Regions from separate parts of the Danio rerio genome. Here regions 1 and 2 are each linked to region 3. Evidence: chromatin contacts called from public HiCAR-type data. All regions are on one chromosome and are shown on one strand. The core of a region is the stretch at or near the end of the contact, and the rest is flanking DNA. Distances in the headings are between cores, read along the strand shown.

Region 1 (4,591 bases), core at 512-3,011, 180 kb before region 3:
ATACCTGACACTGTAAAAAGGTAATTCCCAGCCACTAGACTTCTCTGACATACATGTATATGAGTATCATCGAGTGTCAGAATGTTGGTGGATGACTATACAGGAGTTATTATGTTTGCAAAATTGTGCATTTTTTTTTCATGTGCTTGTTTGTTGTAAAAAAATAGTAAAAATGACAAAGAAATACTAATTTGCGCATCTCCTGACTTCCATGTGCAGCCATGCTGCTGTTGTAGCTGGTGTCTTTTGGGAAATTTTGGTACCCCCTGGTTTCAAGTGTGGTCCTGAAAAATCTCTGTTTCAAGGGCTATCTAGCCCTATGCCTTCGAGCCAAAGAGAATTGGGACATCCCTACCCCTTTACGTGAACACGCAAAACGAGGGGTAGGGGTAAGGTCAAGGGCTAAGGGGTAGAATTGGGATTGGGCCTAAATGCCACTCTCAGAAATTGATAACCATAAATGCTCACACTTTTTTAAAGGTACAATTCATGCTATTAATATATTATTAACTATGGTTTGCCTTAATAAACTCTTAATTTGCTCCTTACCAGTAGTTCATAAAGTAATAGTTAGGTTTAACTACAGTATTAGGCAGGATTAGGGATGTACAATAAGATCATGCAGAATATGTATTTACAGTACAAGTATAAACCCCTAAATCTTAATCTTAATAAAAGGCTGGTACTAAGCCACTAGTTGATAGTGAGAAATTATCCCTATACTTAAGTGTCATCTAATAAACTGCCGCAAAGGTATTTCAAACATCTTTTTACCCCAAAACATAGAAGAACAAAGAGTACACCGGGGGTCTTGAATGTCAACCTATGATAGAGCAACCCTTCGACCAAACAAGTTCTTCTCAGATGTCTTAGGACTCTCTTATAGGGGCATGCTTTATGGAGCAACTTTGTTTTTACACTATACTGTTGTGTAAGGGCTTTTTTTTCTTTGTTACCTAATATATCTCTCTTGTCTGTGACACCTGATAATGTGGGTCCATTAGTCTCCTGTGTTTTCCTCAGGTGTGAAGCGTGGGGGTTGAAGAAGGAACTACGCACCATTTTCACTCATTCATAGTGGAAAGGATAGCGATTAGACGGGATTTCGCCATAAGAAGGCCTGGGGTGGCAGGCTGAGCTATTGTACCCTTGAGTGACGAACAAGGATGTGAAGGGGGGAAGAAAAAAAATCCACTTGTTGGCAGTTCATTCAGTGGAGTTGCCCTGAGGATACATAAGCCCGAACATATTTCATCACGCTTATAATGGACAAAACGAGGGGGGAAAGAGGCTGTTAATAGAGAGCGGGTCTGAATGAGACAAGCATGGACTAGCAGGCCGAATCTGTGGCTCACTGTGTTTTCTCCATTCTTGAAGGGAAGCGTATTGTTCATTGAGAATTCTCTCACAGTCTCCCACATCCCTCCTCTCCTGTACTCCGTCCATTCATCCATTCACAATACCTGCAGCATCAATAAATATTCACCAGCTCCACACTGCGGGGAAGAAAGCTCGACTGAAAAGAAAGGACTAAAAAAATGAAGAAAGAAGAGAGGAGCAAGGCCAAAAAGGGGAGGAAAAGAAACAGAAGAAAAGAAAGAGAAGAAAAGGTTGGGAGTTGGAGCTTACCAAAAGCCAGGCAAGGTGTTGGCGAAGAGCCAGGAGGGCCAAACAATGCCCAGTGTGCGCTCTATACAGACTCACTGAAGCATTGGGATACTGGAGGAGAGAGGGGCAGCTGCCTCTCCCAAATCCCGCCAAAGGAAAGGAGGGAGAGAAAGAAGGAAAGAAAGGAGTGAAAAGAAGGTACACTTTGGCTGGGGGCTCAGCGTTGGCATTCAAAACCAAAGCATCTTGTGTTCGGCATCACTTCGTACGGTCCCTCAGAGACTAACAATCTTCCTGTTCATTGCTAATGTGAAATTTATGGGAATTCCCCTGGCCGGGACAAGGAAGGAGAGGGATTTCATGTAGATTTCATGTCATTACATCAATTTATTCTAATGCTAATACATTATATTACATTGCTCAGAGGATGTTTCTCTAAAGCTCTTAATCTTTGTTCCATGTAAGCCAGGATCCTGATTGGCTGTGGTTGCCAGACATTTACTGTAAAAATGCATGGATGTGTTTCAAGAATTATTTAACTAATAACTGACAACAATATCATATCATTTCTTCAGCTTAGTCTCTATATTCAACCCAGTTCTGGGAAGTGTCTACACATACTCATTCACTATGGCCAATTTAGTTTATTCAATTCATCTATGGTGCATGTCTTCAGACTGTAAAGGAAACCGGAGCACCTAGAGGTAAACTCACGCCAACACGGGGAGTACATGCAACTGACCCAGCCAGGACTCGAACAAGCAACCTTTTTGCTGTGAGGTGACAGTGCTAGCCACTATGTCACCCTGACAATATTATAAAGCAAAAAATAAAAATAAAAATTAGAAATAAAATTACATAAAGTAACACAAAACACTCTCAAATGGGAGCTTCCAGAACTCTTCATTAGAATGGCTCATATTTATGCTTTAAAATTAATTATAGTTAAATGTTAGTCAAAATTGACAAAGTAATTTGTGGCTGCAAAAGATTTGTGTGTAAAAAAAAGCTGTTTTATTCATCAAAGAATCCTAAAAATGTACTTGTCACAATCACCTTCAATCTACTCGATACAGATCGCTAGAGAACTATATATCTGAAAGGAACTACTAATACTGTCATGCACCACACACTCACACCTGTTCCGGTTTTCCTCTGATTGCAAACACACACACACAGCTGAAACTATTCATGTACTGATATAACAATTACTGGCAACACTGACAATAATAAGAAAATGTTGAAAGCTGAAATGATTTCTGACTAATCCTTTACCAAAAAATCTGGAATAATGACTGGAATATTCTGCTTTTCTGTCAAGTTAATAAATTACAATTCAAAGTATTTCAAAAATGAAAATCCAAAAGCAAACAAAAAGTGCTGCAGGGCTAAATAATGTGTCTGTGCTATTTGGGTAAGACATAAATAAAGATAAACAGCTAAATTATATGTCCAAGGCACTCGAAAAAATGTAAAAAGTTTATTTTAAAAGCCTTTATTAACATGGCTATTCCATTAGAACAGCACCTACATTAGGCATTTCAGCTGTATATTCAAATATAATTCCTTACATGTTTTAATTGTAATAGTATTTCACTCTTTTCACCAAATTTTGGATTTTAAGCCATTTACATGTTTGTCCCACAGTTCACACATGAATGATTACCATATATATATATACAGTACCACATTCAGATTCACATTCACCACTCAGTCGCTAACTGCCCAAAGCAAATGCTCCGTTACCTTCCGCTTGCACTCACCGGTAAATCAATACTGCTCAGATCCCGCGCCAACATAAAATTTCTCTGGTAGACTAACTCTAATTTTCTTTGTAACTAAAAAATCTTAAATAATTAAAATTAAAGCATGTATGTAAAATAAGTTTCTGTTTTAAACCGGCATTCTTTCTTGTGCTTTTTTTCCCTTCAGTACAGTTTTTAAATAATATTTTAATATGCGTAAGTGATCAACCGTGTATTATAGAGCCTATTTATTTAGACAGCTGTGCGTGTTATCTTGTACTATAGCCTATTTTGGTAACACTTTACAATAAGGTTCATTAGATAATGCATTTACTAGCATGAACTAATCATGAACAACACTTGTACAGCATTTATTAATCATAATTGAACATTTACTAATGCATTATTAACATCCAAGTCCATGCTTGTTAACATTACTTAATGCACCATGAGTTAACATGAACTAGCAATGAACTACTGGTTTTTCATTAACTAAAGTTAACTAAAATGAACAAATAAAGTAGTAATTGTACGGTTTATTGTTTGTTCATGTTAGTAAATGCATTAATTATAATTAAGTAATGAACCTTATTGTAAAGTGTGACTCCTATTTTAAACTATGGAGCTCTGAACATAATTCGAATTACAAATTTGCGTCCATGATCATGTCTTAGTAAAGCGACAGAGCTAAAAAAGGAGTTTGGAAAGCACAATTTAATGATTATAGTAAGAAATGTTCAAATGTTCATGTTCGAATAAGTGACTTTTGATTTACAGCTTGGCAAACCTAAGCACAGTTTGAGACTCAGTTTGTAGATATCTCTTCCAAAACAGACACTTAATAAATATACTCTTTCTCTTAGTAGAAAACCCCAGAAGATCTTCGATCGTTCAAGGGAGAAGCATCTGATATATGAAATGATTTTTCCATTCCTACAGGAATGTGGGAAAGACACCAGGAACTCTCACAGGTACCTTCTTCCTTTCAATGACATCACTAGTAACTGAAGTAGCTCTTGTTCGCTCTTTTCCATTTCTCTTTCATACCTTAACTGTGCAGTTCCTCCGTCCTTCAGAGTTCTTCTCATTTATGGTGTTCTGTGGCTCATTTGTGAAGGGTGAAGGTCAAGGCGGAGAGAACGAGAGCGTTTGGGAGGGAGGAAGGGTTGAATGTTCGCTTGGGCCCCTTAGGATCAAAGCTATGCTTCTATTGTACATTGAGTCCAATAGGGGCTATT
Region 2 (4,758 bases), core at 276-2,775, 170 kb before region 3:
AGCATAAAATCACTGTAATATTAGCTGTCAAAACATGTTTGTGACTGCATATGTATTATTGCTTTTAAAAAAGTTACATATTGTGCATTTCTATTATACAGAAATTGTACTAAAGCGACCTAAAAACTTCATATCAATAAGTTTTCTCTTTGCACCACCAGATGGCAGTCTTTGTACTTTCATTTCGGAGTGCAGATTGCCTAAGTTTTATTAATATATAACTTTATATATAGTTAAAAATAGTTAATATTTTCCCAAGTGTATATAACTACTACTGTAAGAAAATATCAGCATTTGGTACATACTTTCAGTATTTTCTTTGCATGAACTGACCCGATCTAATCCTGTTTATATGAATTGAACCTGCTTCCGATGAGGTTTGAGCTAGCAGAACTGTTGCTATGACAACAAGTCTTGGATCAGCTTTGAAGAACGAAATGATCCTGGATCGTGTAAAATCATCAACATCCAAATCCAGCTAACTGAGTTTTCCACGTATGAAGAACGGACCCCAGGACTAGACCAAATCTGTTTTCCAAACAAGGGCCAAACATGGACCATATCTGGGCCTAGTCTAAGCCAAGTTAATAACTCATAACAGGACCTGAACTGGGCCAGATAGGTTGGTGTGTCACAATGGCAATGAAATTGATAAACCCATAAATAGTTGCGCTTTAGGTACACTATGGGCATGCTTTTTCTCAAAGTGACCTGATTGGTAGAATTTTCTTTATTTAAAAATTATTTCAATGTATTTTAAATGTGGGTCAAGACTGGCCAAACTCATGTGGCCCACATGTCAATTTTTAAAATCTGGGCCAAATACTACGTTTTACATCTGGCCCAAATCTTGTCTGCCACCCCAAACCCGGGCCATGTTTGGCCCACATGCTGTGTGCCAGTGCCGGATGAATGCCTGCTGTGCCAGCTTTATGCCAAATCTGGGCCAGAATTATTTGCTACTAGGGAGCAGACATAATGACATTTTTTAGGTGAACTATCCCTTTAAATACTGTAGTGAGAGTCTGAAAAGTCTTGTTGTTAATGCCAAAAGTCTTATAAACCTACTTCTATATACTCCAAATGACAACTGAAAGGCCCGAATGTAATTACTTTTCACCATGAATTATTTTGATTCATATGAATCATGTGATGATTCATGTGTGTGTCATTACAGCTCACAAAAGCATCAAGTGAACATGAGTGAGTCACCAAAAAACAACAGCACTGCCACTAAAAAAGCACAAATGAGATTCGACCCAGATTTGTAACAAAGCCAAATAAAACTGTCACACACTTAACAGCTGAAGCCTCTTCATCTGCTATTATGAGCCTCATGGTACCTTCATGGGCCCCCGAACGTCCCCTAGAAACCTCCATAAATGCATTACATCCTCATAGTCGTGAGCACGCATGCACAGCTTCACGATGACAGCCTCTCGTTCACTTTCTCCCTCTCGCCCTGCGCTCTGTCCCCTCTTAAGTCCCTTTCCACAAATCATACACAAATGTTTATGGTTTTTCCACAAATTACACAAATAAAAGGAGCCAGAGAGGAGAAGGGAGGAGGGCGCTGAAGAGAGACGTTTGGACCTGGTACAAACAAGGGCAGCAAGCCAAGAAGCTTTGCTAAAAGTTCGACTTCAACACTCCCTTGAGTAAAAGAGCTCAGGCAGATGGAATACATTGACTAGAACACTCAATGAGAAGCAGAGGAGATTTTGCTAACTTTGAATTGTCTTTAAAAGTTACGATCAGAGACCTCTCGAAGGGTTACTTCACCCAAAACCAAAAAATGCGTCATCCGTTATTGACCCTCATGTTGAGGATTTTTTTTCTTGTGTAGAAGATGTTTTAAAAAATGCACCATTTTGAAATGATTTAAAGCAACATGTTTTTAAAAAACAAAACAAAACACTTGTGTGGAAAAACATGTCAAAATACACTGTAAAAAAGCAATTAGTTGGCTACTTTAAAAATTGACTACGCCTGCATCAAGTTAAATCAACTTAACACTTCCAAGTTATACCTGGGTGTACTCGGTTTTTATGTAAAGTAACATAAATTTTATGTAAATATAAATATAAATTTTATGTAATTTTATGTAAAGTATGTAAAGATGAAATAATCCAGCAGGCACACGTCGTCATAAAACATTAATATTAGGTTAGGTTTAGCTCATGACGTCAGGTAACTAAAATTCAATGTTTAGCCAGCGTCTAAGGACATCTTTATTTTGACGTCCAAAAACGACCTCAAATTATGTTGATATTTGGTTGATTTTAGGTTGTGTTGGAAAGTGACCAAAATCCAACGTTTGATAGAATTCATGGTGATAATGTCCACACAACGTCAAGGTGTAACATGATTAGATGTTGATATTTGGTTGATTTTAGGTTGGACATTGACATCAGCCTAAAGTTGGGTTCTGACGTCAACCTGATTTTCATTTCCAAACAAAATCCAATGTCCCCATGATGTTGGGGTACAACGTCAATATGATGTCATGTTGTTATGGTGAATTAGATTAACTAAATTGGCTGAAGTGTATGAGTGTGTCTAATTGTGAAAGTGTATGGGTGTTTCCCAGTACTGGGTTGTGGCTGAAAGGGCATTCTCTGTGTAAAACATATAAATTACACATAATATTTGGCGGTTCATTCCGCTGTTGCAATCCCTGATAAATAAGTGACTAAGCTGAAGGAAAATAAATGAATGAATTCATGTTGCCCCCAATAAAAATCTGAACCCAGCATTTTCTTCAGCTAGTTGACTAAAAAAAAAAAAAAAAATCAACTATTTAGTCTCCACTACACTTCCTAATTTGCAATTGCCTGAATATCACACTACCTGTACCCAAAAAAAAAAAAAAAAAATACTAATACTACTAATACTTCCCTTCTTAGACTTTACAGACCTGAAACTTGCCTATAGCACTTATTCATTGTTGCTCCTAGTTGTGTAAGTTGCTTCCTTGTCCTCATTTGTAAGTCGCTTTGGATAAAAGCGTCTGCTAAATGACTAAATGTAAATGTAAATGTAAATAAACTTTATTAGAATATTTACAAGAAAAAATGATCATGCTAAATGTTACTATATTTCAACGATCTAAGACTTTTTTTTTCTCCACAACAATTAGTGTTTTGTGCACTAATTGGCACTGTGATCCTTAAATAGGGTATTTTAATATGTCACCAAATTGTCCTTGTTTAAAAAAGGATATAATTAATATTCATAGTGTCTTCTGTAAATAATGTGAAAAATTCATTAGAGTCATGACTTTTTGGATCATTCATTTATTCATTTTTATTCATTATTCATTTATTAGTTCATACCCTTTCAGCCACTGCCTGGGAAACATCTGTAAACTCTCTCAATGATACACTACGGCCAATTTAGCTTATTCAATTCACCTATACCACATGTCTTTGGACTTGTGGGGGAAACCGGAGCACTCAGAGGAAACCCATGCGAACACCGGGAGAACATGCAAACTCCACACAGAAATGCCAGCTGATCCAGCCGGAGCTCGAACCAGCGACCTTCTTGCTGTGGGGTGACAGTGCTAACCACTGAGCCACCGTGCCGCCCATCTTTTGGATCAGACAAAAGCTATTAAACAAGGTGCATTTGAACGTGCAGAACAGAAACAGCAATTTTGACCCCTTTATTTTATTTTGTACTCAGTTGACTGATTATATAGTCAGAAACAGCTGAAATATTATTCAAAATATCTTCAAAAGCCTTATCATCAGGCTTCAACAATAACAGTTTACCACAGATAACAGTTACTGTCTATTTCAGCTGATTGTGTAAGTCATGCGCCAATGATTCATTAGAGCCTTCCCAGCTAAATGACAAGTGACACGTTCAAGCCACTTTCTGCTGCTTCAGCACAAACAAACTTTCTGAAATATGGAAGCGTTTTGCTGATGATTCCAACACTTTCCCAATCAGAGGAAGTTTCACAACAGTGTGCAAATACTCCTCAGCTCCCCCCCAAAAAAGGAGGAAAATAGTGGCACATCTGATTCTTTCAGATTTACTTTCTCAAAGATGGTGAGTTCTGTATGAAAACGTTGGACCTCTGATGAAACTTAAACTTAGTGCTGAACTCTGTCCAAATCTTTGTCTGAAAAATTAGCACTCGTATATGGATCATTAGGAACTGTTTGAACAACCGACGAGGATTTGATTTACCGAGTGTGCACACACAAAAGGAGAAAAGCACATCTGTCTTTTCTCAAACAGACAAATTATGCATGTGAACGTAACTCTATAGGTAATAGTAAACCAGGGGAAGGACGTTTAGCGGGAGCCAGAAGCCCAGTGAATAATGAAGTACTGTAAAGTGTACTATTGTGCGGAAAGCTGCTCATTGTTAAGAGAAAGGTGTTGAAACCTGTAATCACTGTATTGTGATTCGTCAGTTCCAGAAAGTGCTGTACAATTATATGCTGCGATAAAGAAAAAGGCTGATTGAAAAAGGTTTACGTCCATGACTTAAAACAGAAAAACACCTTATCTGAGCTCTGGTGTCTGATTCGCGGGTGATTTAGAACTTTGTTTGCTCAGTTTCAAGAGTAATGACAGTTTTGATTACAGGTCATTAAAAATCCATTCTAGCTGAAAAACACGACTGCAGTCATAGTTTAGCACAGGTTTTCACACTCAGTTTGATCCCACCCTCCTGGTCCATGATTGATTTTGTTAAGTTTAAGCAGTCCTTAAAAATGATGGTAAGTGGTTGCTTCCAAA
Region 3 (4,740 bases), core at 1,306-3,805:
TTCTTATAGTCTGTTAAATGTCTCTAAAGGAGCAGTATTAACATATGAAAATGTTCTGCTAGCTGGGAATAAACAATTGTTTGAATGGATGTGATGTATTTCAGTGTTAAATTTAATTTTTATAAGTCATTTTATAGCTTTTCGTTTTCACTTTAAATTTATCATGTTAAATGTTAAAGTTTTTATTATTTTTAAAAATATATATTTAGCGTATTAGCATAACCAATACAATATTTCAGCTTAAAAGGGGATGCATTTTTCACTGCCAATCATTTCATGTTTTTATACAATATAGAAAGTAAAAAAATAAATGATCAAAGTAAATAATAACGATAACAATAAAATTTACACAATTCAGGGAGGGTCAAATATACACCTAATAGTCAAACTCTATATTAAATAATATTTAATCTTTGTTCTTAGTGTGAAGAAAAGACTGTGAGAGAAAGCTTTCTGGTTGTTAAATTAGAAATTACCTTGCAGAGTACCTTGCAGATTAAAACCAAGTAGATATTATTTTATGCTTCTACAAAATCAGGATAGAGTAACCTTACATCTTCAGTTTATTTGGGCCAGATATTTGTGAATACATTTATTGTTTTCTATAACATAAATGTTGTATACAATATAATTTTGTTTTATGTTTTTGTCATTTTTATTTGTTTTTTATGTCTATATGTTTTAAACTTTAACTTAAGTTATTCATGTTTTAAGTGAAACTAAAACAAAATAAAAAATGTTTTATGTATTATTTATTGATTTATTTATTTATTAAGCTGTAAGCATTTATTTAAATTATATATACACTACCTGACAAAAATCTTGTCGTCGATCCTAGTTGTAAGAGCAACAGATATTAACTTGACTTCTAGTTGATCAATCGGAAAAGTAGCAGAAGGTAGATTTTTTTGATGAATCATCTGTTGAGCTGCATCCCAATCATCACAAACACTGCAGAAGGCCTATTGGAACCTGAATGTTACCAAGATTCTCACAGAAATCAGTCAAGTTTGGTAAAAGAAAAATCATGGTTTGGGGTTACATTCAGTAGGCGGTCAAGCAAGAGATCTGCAGAGTTGATGGCAACATCAACAGCCTGAGGTATCAAGACATTTGTGCTGCCCATTACATTACAAACCACAGGAGAGGGCAAATTCTTCAGCAGGATAGCGCTCCTTCTCATACTTCAGCCTCCACATTAAAGTTCCTGCATGAAAGCAAAGAAGGTCAAGGTGATTGGGCAGGATTGGCCAGCCTAGTAACCAGACATAAACATTATTGAGCATGTCTAGGGTAAGATGAAGGAGGACGCATTGAAGATGAATCCAAAGAGTCTTGATAAACTCTGGGAGTCCTGCAAGAATGCTTTCCTTGCCATTCCAGATGAGTTTATTAATAAGTTATTTGAGTCATTGCAGAGATGTGAGGTTGCAGTCCTCCAAGCTCACAGGAGTCATACACAATATTAATTATTTTCCCACTGCATTATGATTTTATATTCTATACTGTATATTATTTCTGTTAAGTGACAATACTTTTGTCTAAGCAAAATCAAACCTTAGTGTCTTAATTAAATTATAAAAATCAAGGCATGATCCTGTTTTATTTTGGTAAAATAAGAGTAATCTAGAGACCTTTGCCTATCATATAAACCACTTCTGATACCAAATGATCAACTAGAAGTCAAGTTATTATTTGTTGTTCCTAAGACTTGGATAGGTGGCAAGACTTTTGTTAGATTGTGTATATAAAATTGTTTAGGTTACTATAATAACCCCAATTACACCAGTTAAATTGTTTGTGATCTGAGAAATGTCAATAAGAAACTATTACAAACTACTGTATACTGTATGTACATTTTACAAGCTTTTAAGCCTTGGGTTATAAATAATAGCCCTGTGCTTCGTCCATAAGTGCTAGCTATTTGTTCTAAATGAATAGTTATTCATAAATTATTCATAAATGCCAAATCGGTCTTGCCATTGTGTTTCTTTGCAGGAGTTGCAAATGCTTCACAAATAAACCGATCATGGTTTTTAATTTTGAAGAACAGAGGGGTGACAATAAAAGTATACAATGTAAACAAACACTGAATACATTACTAATAAATGACTAATACTTACAAATATATTTAGAATAAGTTAAATTAGACCAATTTACATCCACACTTTTTAAATAAATCAGTAGAACATATCAAACTATTCATGTTTTTGGACTATGTCATTCCTTTCTTTTTTCTCACACACAGAAAAGTGAGTGAGCAGAGGTTAACTTAAGCTGATCCATCTGTTTGGACAGCACAAGAGAATGGACATGAAGAAAGGTCCCACAAAAACACCCACGCCACACACACACACAGTGAGGCCGCCAGCATAGTGAAGTGCTAGAACTGGACTTCTCGCTCATCACCCGCTTTCATCTTGGCATTGGCAGAACTGTTCATTTTCAACGAGAGCCCACATTTGTGTCTGGTCTGGCCACTTAAGACTGACTGATGTTTGCTCTTTACCGCTCTCTCCAGCATTGCGGCTGCGCTGGGCCAAAGCCACAGGCGTGCAGGAGAATCTGATAGTCGTGGAACCCGCGCCGCTCGCTCTCCGAGCTGGAATGCATTTCTGCAGCGCTGCACTTTTCACCATATCAGGGGAATGATTGGAGGTCCCCACCAGAGCGATCAACTTCCATGTTCAGCCAGACAACCAAACCACCCACTCGCCCACAGACACACACACACACACATAGACACAAACATTCCCGATGATACTTGACAGACTCAACAGACTGGATGTGTGCTCATACCATATGATTCACATGCAGAATTGTTTTTGGAGTTTAGGTTTCACTTCCTAATTTTGACTGTTTGTAACGTTTTAAGAAATCATCATGAGTTTAGCTATCAGAAATGCACAGACAAATTACGCCATAACATTTCAGCAAAGTTGAAACAAAGTATGATCCATTAGTATTTTTAGTTAAAGTATTAACTATTAATTGACCGTTCTCAGCATGATGAAGGTTTAACATCGCAAGATTTTATTAGAAAAGAAAAAAATGAGTATTTAGGTAACTCTTGTTCTTTGCAGTTGACTCTAGTTTGCAAAATCAACTTATATAAAAATTGATTCAATCACAAATCATACTGTTATTAATAATTAACAGCTCACCAGGTTAAAGTTTGTTTATACAATATATATTATTTATACAATATATATATATATATATATATATATATATATATATATATATATATATATATATATATATATATATATATATATATGTACACACGAAAAGCAATTAGTTGACCTCTTAAAAAGGAGAGTAAACTCCTTGCCTTATAATTATTAAGAAAAACAAACTATGCATAATTCTAAAAATTAAGTCCATGGGTCAATAGCATAGATTTTAGATTTTAGTAACTATAACCTTGAATTTTTATTTAGTTTGTGGTCTCATTTTATTTGTAACTGTAAGCTATGACATCATTTTGCTTTTTACTACAAAAACGCCATTTTCATGAGTAAGTAATAGTAAACAAACAACAGTTCTCTGGAAGAACTGGTGATGTAAACAAATGAATTACCTTCCATAAATCAACACTATTGTGTCGTTGGCCTAATTGTTCTATATGGGATGTTGTTCTAAGGACTCTTATTTTTCAAAATAATCTGTAATATACAACAATGAATATGAGTGTGTCTTGTTATTACAATGATAAGTATGCACACCATTTCTAATAAGCATGTTCTGTGCAATTTACACAAATTTAGCAAATACATACTTTTTAAGCTTCCCATTGAAAAACAGCAAGCTCACTGTTAAGTGTTAAAGCTTTAGACTGATGTATAGGCTGTCAAGATAACTTGTGTTTTTTTTTATGTAATCTATTCTTGAACACTGACATGGTAAAAAAAAAAACACCTCAGTGCATCTATGTCCTGATGCTGGCTAACTCTTTGCTTTTAAAACAATGAGTTTAGCCACTTATTTAAATTAAAGTAACCCAATCATTTTTTAGTGTAATAGCTGGGCTTTCATCCTAATGTGACGAAAACCTTTTTAAAGTTTGAAAATAAATGGGAATTCGGCGCAGTTCCATCAAGTTCTTATGCTGTGTTCACATCATGCAGATGCTTGTAAAAAGACATGTGAACATTTTGAGTTTACTTGCTTCATTCACGCATCGAATCCACTTTAGACGCTGATTCATGTCATGGGCAGTGACTCTTGCTTCATTGCTTAATGGCTATCATGGATTTTATTGAGAGAATAGCTGTATGTATGTGTTTAGGAAGGCTGAAAAACAGCGTAGATTTGTCCGGCGCCGTGTCTGAGTCCATTAAATCCTTTCAGAGGTGCACCCAGCTCTGAGTTCATCAACTCCAGAAACTATACCTGGGTGATGGAGGCTTTCAGCATTGCTTCAGACAGAGCCAAGCCAAGTTTGATGAACTGATGTCTGGTATCGGCAAGAGGATTTCCCCTCGGGTCACCAACAACAAGCAATGAGTCATGAGCGATACAAGAGAAAGCTCCTGATTGGTTAACACATCGCGAGTGTCCGATGAAGCTCAGATTTTCTAACTCGAGTGACTCACACGAAATGCATCATTTGCACCGTCTTATTCGTACAAAATGCAAAGCAGGTTGTCTATTTGCGTCTTTGACTAAACATGTAAATCACTTGCGCTTGATGCATTATCCACATCTGGTGTGAACACAGCATTAGAGTGGCTCACT

What was found. HiCAR-type assays count read pairs that join an accessible place to other places.
Region 1: a contact with region 3 is called in a HiCAR-type map of caudal fin, with 5 times the contacts expected there. The contact joins two enhancer-like sites.
Region 2: a HiCAR-type map of caudal fin shows a contact between it and region 3, with 4 times the contacts expected there. The contact joins two enhancer-like sites. A contact is called at or near these places in 1 of 18 Hi-C or Micro-C datasets (caudal fin) and 1 of 4 datasets of contacts at active chromatin or transcription factors (caudal fin).

Annotation. Positions count from the first base shown.
Region 1 is chr17:39,745,406-39,749,996 of GRCz12tu, reverse strand. No RefSeq gene overlaps it. Among named protein-coding and RNA genes, the nearest start is that of plekhh1, 53 kb to the left of the region's middle. Within about 2 kb of position 1,761, at least 9 of the 62 cell types and tissues checked have an H3K27ac peak or open chromatin away from gene starts, as enhancers often do. A contact at or near this core is called in caudal fin, where this site is marked.
Region 2 is chr17:39,728,313-39,733,070 of GRCz12tu, reverse strand. No RefSeq gene overlaps it. Among named protein-coding and RNA genes, the nearest start is that of zfp36l1a, 67 kb to the right of the region's middle. Within about 2 kb of position 1,525, at least 11 of the 62 cell types and tissues checked have an H3K27ac peak or open chromatin away from gene starts, as enhancers often do. A contact at or near this core is called in caudal fin, where this site is marked.
Region 3 is chr17:39,563,191-39,567,930 of GRCz12tu, reverse strand. No RefSeq gene overlaps it. Among named protein-coding and RNA genes, the nearest start is that of tmem229b, 74 kb to the right of the region's middle. Within about 2 kb of position 2,555, at least 16 of the 62 cell types and tissues checked have an H3K27ac peak or open chromatin away from gene starts, as enhancers often do. A contact at or near this core is called in caudal fin, where this site is marked.